2 separate regions of the Mus musculus genome follow, and region 1 is linked to region 2. The links are chromatin contacts, called in public HiChIP or PLAC-seq maps. All regions are on one chromosome and are shown on one strand. Each heading gives the region's core, a stretch centred on a gene start, on an enhancer-like site or on the middle of the called end of the contact. The rest is flanking DNA. Distances are from core to core; before and after follow the strand shown.

Region 1 (3,243 bases), core at 24-2,523, 600 kb before region 2:
CTCCTCTGTACCTCCATTTCCTTTTCTGTTAAATAAACACACCGAGGGCCACTTCGCAGGGCTCCTGGGAGGGGAGTTTCACGAAGGCACCGATGAGCAAATGCCTTCCTGTGTGGCCCAGGGTGAGAGCTAAATAAAGATAAATGGGTTTACAGATTCAAGGTGTCCTTTGGGTCTTGGCCTTTGTACCCTTCCTGAAGTCAAGGGGTTTCCCTCTCCTCTAGAAAAGGAGTATCTAACTTTTCCTCAGGGCTGTTCCAAAGCTAACCTTTTGTCCCAGCTGGAAGTCTGGGCTGTGGGTGTCTGCAGAGATGATGGAGTTTGGCAGAACCGTATGTTGGGATGGAAAACACCCAGACTCTGAGTAAGCGTGGCTGCATCAGAACTCGGACAACTTCAGCTGAGTTCCTAATGCATTGCCTGTGGGGGTCACTGTGAGCAATGGCAAGTACCTGGCACGACCAGAGTTAGCCAGCCAAAAAGGCCACGTACGTGTGAATCACTGCTGTTAGGGAGTGCTCAATAATAAATGCTTGTGTGAAGTGAAGCAGAGGGGCCCTTCCTTGGGTGTACATTATTAACCTTCACTGTCTCTGCTGGACGCAAGCCCAGCACCCCTCTGTAGCCCCTGCTGGACCACACTCCAGCTTCTCCAGAGCCATTTCCAGCAGAAGCCTAGGACCACAGGGCACACAACAAGGTTACAGGCCTGGCACCAAGCCAACAGCAGCCTTTGAAATCACCAGCCTGCATTCCTTGTCTCCAGCAGGGCAGTGGGCCTCGAAAATCCAGGTGGCTTATCTGGGTTCCAAAACAGAAAATATATATTCCCCACCAGCGTGGCACAAGTCACAGGCTGAATCAAGGCTATCCCCTTCCATAAAAACCAGCCGCTAAGGATCTCAGAACCAGTTGCCTGAGGCCAAAAGAGAGAGTTGGGAACCAGGGCACAGGAAGAGGGACACACATGGCAAGCTGAAAGGAACAGGATCTGTGTCACTAGCACCATCCTGTACCTGGACATTTTGATACCAAACTCCAGCCTCCATCACTCCAGTCCCACCCACATACCTACCAACCCAGACAGGCAGGAGGAGGAAGGCGTGGGCCCAAGAGATGAGCCACAGGTGTTTGCTCTGCCACTGTGCCCAGGGAAGTCCTTCTGCCCAGCCTGCCTACCCACTCCAGCACTCTCTCTTGGCTCATTGGCTCAGAAAGCCCCACCCTGCTGGTAAGTGAGGAACAAAAGCTGCCTCCAGGACGGCCTCAGGCAGACAGACAAGCCGGCACCGGAGAGTGAGGACACGGGGACCCAAGAAGGGTGAGGACCGAATACAGCTGGAGACGGCTGTGGGGGGAGGTCCCCGGGGAAACCTAGGGCTGGGGACTTAGCTTCCCAAAGGGAACCAGGGGTGGGCAGGGACCCTGAAAGAACACTAGGAAAACTCCACAGAGGAAAGGAAATGTGCTATACAGAGGACAGAGGACCAGAGGAGAATCCAGAAGAGATTGGGAAAGAGTAAGCCATAGCTCAGTTCAGCTAGGATCCATTGAGAATGCACTGGGCCTGACAAAAAGCTTTGTCCCAGGAGACAGAGACGTCCAGTTTGCCTTCCAGCCTCCAGCAGGCTAACAAGGAAGCCTGGGCCAATGAGGTATGGGTGATGCTCCCTGCAGTGGAAGACAGAGGGGCCTCAGCACGTGTCCCAGGGATACATGGCTGCAGAAACCAGGAGCTGAGTCAGGGATGGTACAAGGACGGCTTGAGATGGAACACCCTAAGTACCCCAGAGCCAGGGAGCACAAGGCTGGGGTACACAAACATGGCCTGTATGAAAATGAGAGACATGACTCTCAGCCAGCCACTAATTAGGCAGTCAGAGAAGAGGGGTGCACCTGGGAAGAAAGATCAGTGGTGGGGCAAAGACCATGCCGGTACCCAGCCCCTGCCTCCTCCTTATCCCTTATACACACACACACACACACACACACACACATACAACATACACACACACACAAACACACATATACACACAAACACATAATACACACATACAAACACACACATACATTCAAACACACAATACACACACATAAACACAAACACACGCACATACATACATACATACACAAACACACATACACATACAAACACACACATACAATCCTTATCCCTTACATACACATATATACACACACAAATGCACACATACAATCCTTATCCCATACACACACAAACACATACATACACACAGCAACACACACATATACAAACACACACACAAACACACAGATGTACTCACACAAACACACAAATACACATACATATGTGCACACACACGAACACATATACATACACACACAAACACAGACATACATACACAAACACACACACACATACACATACACATACCCATGAAATGGTTGGAATTCCAGAGGGACCAACTGTGGTCCAGATCTCAAGACAATAAAAGAGATGAATAAAAAAGAATGCCTGTCTGTTCTGCACTGACACAGCAGGGTGGGAAAGAGGCCAAGCCACACCGATTGCAGAAGAGCCTTTGTTTAGTTTGGAAAGGGATGTCTCACAAAGTTCCAGAGCCACAAAGGAGTAAGGATGGAAACTGCTCTGAGAAATCTCCCAAGGAGTCAGAGTGGGCATTCCCAACCCAGAGCCCTGCCCATGCTGGGTTCAGGAAAAATGCAATGAATCTGACACCCACTTAAGGCCTGCCTACCCTGTCCCTTCTTGCCTTCATCCAGTCCCCAAAGCCATCTGACTCTAGAAGTCTCTGGGCCACTGTGGTTGAGACACGGGTTGGCTGGCAGGGCGTATGTGGTGTTGATCTTCCATGTGCTTGTTACGTTGTAGAAGGAAAGAGATGCTGACTTCCGTCGGAATCTGAAGGCCAAGGTTCAAGACCACCTGTGCTACTTGCTGCTGTGATCTCGGGCAGGAGACCTCTCACCTCTCAGCCATCACACACTTTCCTGTGAAATGGGGACCGTGACCGTCCCACCACTGAGTCACCGTGAATGACGACACAAATGTCCTCATGGTTGTTGTGAAACCATCTAGTCCTCAGCATCATCTACAAAGACATCCATCTGCAGGCTCTCCCAGGCCTCGTGACTCCCAGAGTCTGAGAGGTTAGCACACAAGGGCACACACACACGTCCACGTGAGGCACCGAGGACACAGCCAGCATGAACTGGGGATTTCTCCAGGGAATCCTGAGTGGT
Region 2 (3,436 bases), core at 531-3,030:
GAAAAGATCATGAGGTGTAGCCTAAGAAGCTATACTCGGAAACTTCGCTAGCCTCCCAGGATGGAGCTGAGAGAGTGTATGTGTGTGTGTTCGTGAGTGTGTTCTCGTTTCTGCCTACCACAAAAGGATTTAAAACTAAAGGTGACTCAACACCTGTCATCAATATCTTGGCACGTGGGTGGGAAAAGCAAAAAAGAAAGGAGAAGGCTTTGAAAACAGGAGTAATAAATACCATTGGACTAGCAAACTGGTTACAAGTGCATGGGAGAGGCAGAGCTAATCTCATTTGCACTCCTAGCCATTTACTCGGCTCAAACCTACAATTGCCTATGGGCACAAATCACTGCTAGGGTCCAGTTAAAGGCTTGCTGACCAGAGGCAGGAACGACAAAACACTGCTAAGACCCAAAATGTTTGTTATCAAATCAAAGGGTAGCAACCCAGGGAGAGAACACACACACCCCCACAATACTCGACAAATGAAAATCTAGAAAAGCTCCCGGTAGTTCTGGCATTTAGGGCGTTACAAGTACACCCGAAATAAAAGCACGCTGTTGCAGCAGCTGTTCAGATACAGCAGGGGGTAATGTTTACTTAATACTTCAGGTTGATGGGGAATGTATCATAGTTCAGTCTGTCAGCTACATACGTGGAACTCCATTTATATACACAGCGATAAGATATGTTTGAATAACGACAGAGCCGGTCTATTCAACGGGTGTGAGTAATCAAGAATAAAGCTTTAAGAAAGAAAGAAAGAAAGAAAGAAAGAAAAAAGTCCTAGATGTTTGAGAAAGTTACAGAACAGACTGCATGAATAGCTTTGCTTATATTTGCAAACACTGTTTTCCAAATAGCTGGAAAAATGAACAGATTGTTCTAGGAGGTCGTCTTTCCAATTTGTTCCTAGTTTCCAGTCTGTTAATCACAAGATAGCACAAGGAGAGTCAGCTAAGGAGCTTTAACAGCTTCTATTGTCAGTTGGGCACAACCACCGTGAGATGAGACCAGGCAAAGCATTCCTGGAACCCCGCCTGAGGTCTTCTACTTTGACTTCCTTCAGTTCGCTTTTTGTGCTCACTGCAGCCACCGCAGGACCCTCTAAGGGGCATAATTGTCAAAATTCTCAAGGAGGAAGGTTTTCGCCAACGAGCCCAGCCCCGCCCCCTTTATTCTGTATCAACTTTTTTTTTTCCCTTTTCTTTTCTTTTAATCTCGATGGGAAGATCATCAAACACCAGAGACAGCAACTCGGGACGAGGCTGCAGAGGTCGAGAGTATCATAAGGACCGCAGTGCCTCAGCCTGGTCTGCCCATATGTCAGGGAATAGAGGGAGCTGCCTGACCAGGCCTGAGTCCCAAAGCGGAGGGGTTCAGATTGGGACTCTGGCACCTGCAAGGCTAGAAGCAGCAGATTTGTCCTGTCCCAGCCAGGAGCGCCATCTCCGGGTCCCAACGCCGGACCAGCGTACCCGAGGCATCGCCCGTCCCGCCTCTGCCCCTCCCCTGAGCTCCTGGTCCTCGGCCTGGCAGTCAGCCGCCCCGGCCACCTACCGGGGCTCAGGGCCACATAGAGGGGTGCCGGCTCTCGGCGGCCTCCGCCTCCTCCCGATCCATGGGCTCGGGGACCCCCAACCTTCTCTCCCCTCACGCAGAGGAGGAAGAAGGAAGTGCTGGCTCCCCACCCGGACAGCTCCCTCTTGCCTCAGCCTCCCTGGACAGCGACCGCGGCCGGAAACGCCGCCTCCTTCCCACCTCCCGGGGCTCAACCCGGAAACATACTCTTCACGCTGAGCCAGTCCTCCTGCCCCCACCCTCCGGAAGCGCAATTCCAGCCGCGAGCCCAAAAGTGGGAGGAGGGGCGGCGCTGAGGGGAGAGCTACGCACAAGCGAGGACGTCCGGGCCCTCAGCCTTTGGCCGCGAGCCCTTGCGGGGCGGCCCGCACCTTTCCTCCTTAGCTCGAGCACTCAGGCCCCAGACTCGGGCAATTGCCCACAAGCAAGATGGCCGCACCGGAGGCGCCCCCCTACTGCTTAGCGCCCTGCTGTGCCATTGGTCAGAGTGCGGAGTGAGCCCAGCGCCGATTGGTCGAGAGCGATGCGGGGGTGGGGGTGGAGCTGTAGCAGCCTGGAGCCAAGAGTGGGCAACGCGGCGTGAGCAGCAGCCCCAGGCTCCCGGAGCATCGCGCCCGGAGAAAGACTTCGCCGCTCGGGGCCGCAGCCTGGTGAGCTCAGCCCCCTTCAAGCCCTCCCCTGCATCTCAGCCGGAGCCTCTCCGAACCGGCGCTGATCGATGCCGAGACTCCCCAGGGACCCTATCGCGACTCCATCGTGCCATATCTCGACATCACCGTACCCTGTCGAGACTCCATTTTGTCACAACCCCTTTCAGTATTTATCTATCTACCTATATATTTTTTTAAATTTGCCCTATCATATTTGGGGGCTGTCCCCTTCATGTCGTGATTTCGCTGTGATCTCTCCGTGACATCACCGCGCCATCGTGAAGTGTGATCTCATCGCTGCCCTGTCGTTCGACTTCATCAATGTCGTGTTGTGACCTGGCTGCGGCGGGACAGGTGGTGACCGCCAGGATCCCTTCTCCCCTTCTCATCTCTCCATCACTGCAGCCCCGCTTCGATTATCCGGCTTTTGGATTCTGTTATCCTGAGAGCCACCCGACCCCTCTTTCCTTCTCCAGCCAGTGCCGGCACCCACAGGCTGTTAGCGGGACGGACAGGGAGAGTACAGGGAGCACAAGGGGTTAATGTTGCTGCTGCTGCAGCAGCAGCTGCAGCTCCTGCTCTTGCAGCCTCTGCAGCCTCTGCAGCCTCTGCCCGAGGGAGGGAAAGAAGAGAAGGCAAGGAGGCTGCGGGGGCGATTAAGAGCCCTGGCTGGAGGGGTGGGTCCACAGGGGAGTCTTCAAAGCCTTCTCTGGAGAGCTTGCCTTCTCACTCCTGCTGAAGCCAGTCTACTTTCTCTGAAGAAGGGAGGGGAAAGGAACCCTAGAATGTCCTTTTCTTCCTTGTCGGCGTGAGTCCGGATAATCGAACTTGACCCGTGTCTGTCTGCATTCCTCCCTGTCTGTCCTCACCGCTCACTCCTCGTGTGCCTCCTGGAGAGAGATAAAACCCGGTGTCTGGTGCCAGGGGCTGCTGAGCAGTTGGGCCAGCTCCTTCCCACTTCTAGACTGGTGAGGAAAGCTGTCCAGCTGAGCAGCGGCATGCATGGTCCTCATATCCCACTTTTCTGGAGGTGACCTTGGACCAGGGTCCCTTCTTCATCCTAAAGAATTTGTAGGTCCAGCCTCTTAAAGGGGCTCCCCCAAGGGAGGTCAGTCATGAGGAAGCCACCCTTCCAAATCCACCCCCCCTCCCTCTGTGCTAATCCCTCCCTACATCCTCCACTTCCACCCCCGCCCCCGCCCCTCCTCTGC

What was found. HiChIP or PLAC-seq counts read pairs in DNA pulled down with a chosen protein or histone mark.
Region 1: a FOXA1 HiChIP or PLAC-seq map of pancreatic cancer cells shows a contact between it and region 2. The contact joins the promoter of Gjb4 here to the promoter of AU040320 in region 2.

The regions. Positions count from the first base shown.
Region 1 is chr4:127,352,111-127,355,353 of GRCm38.p6, reverse strand. Gjb4 (gap junction protein, beta 4) reads left to right here and starts at 1,273. Exons shown (of 2, transcript NM_008127.4): 1 at 1,273-1,321; 2 at 2,873-3,243. The coding sequence starts at 3,208. It overlaps Gjb5 (gap junction protein, beta 5), which reads left to right. Exons shown (of 2, transcript NM_010291.3): 2 at 1-545.
Region 2 is chr4:126,752,114-126,755,549 of GRCm38.p6, reverse strand. It overlaps AU040320 (expressed sequence AU040320), which reads right to left and starts at 1,780. Exons shown (of 21, transcript NM_133886.2): 1 at 1,555-1,780. It overlaps Ncdn (neurochondrin), which reads left to right and starts at 2,121. Exons shown (of 7, transcript NM_011986.4): 1 at 2,121-2,579. The coding sequence starts at 2,547.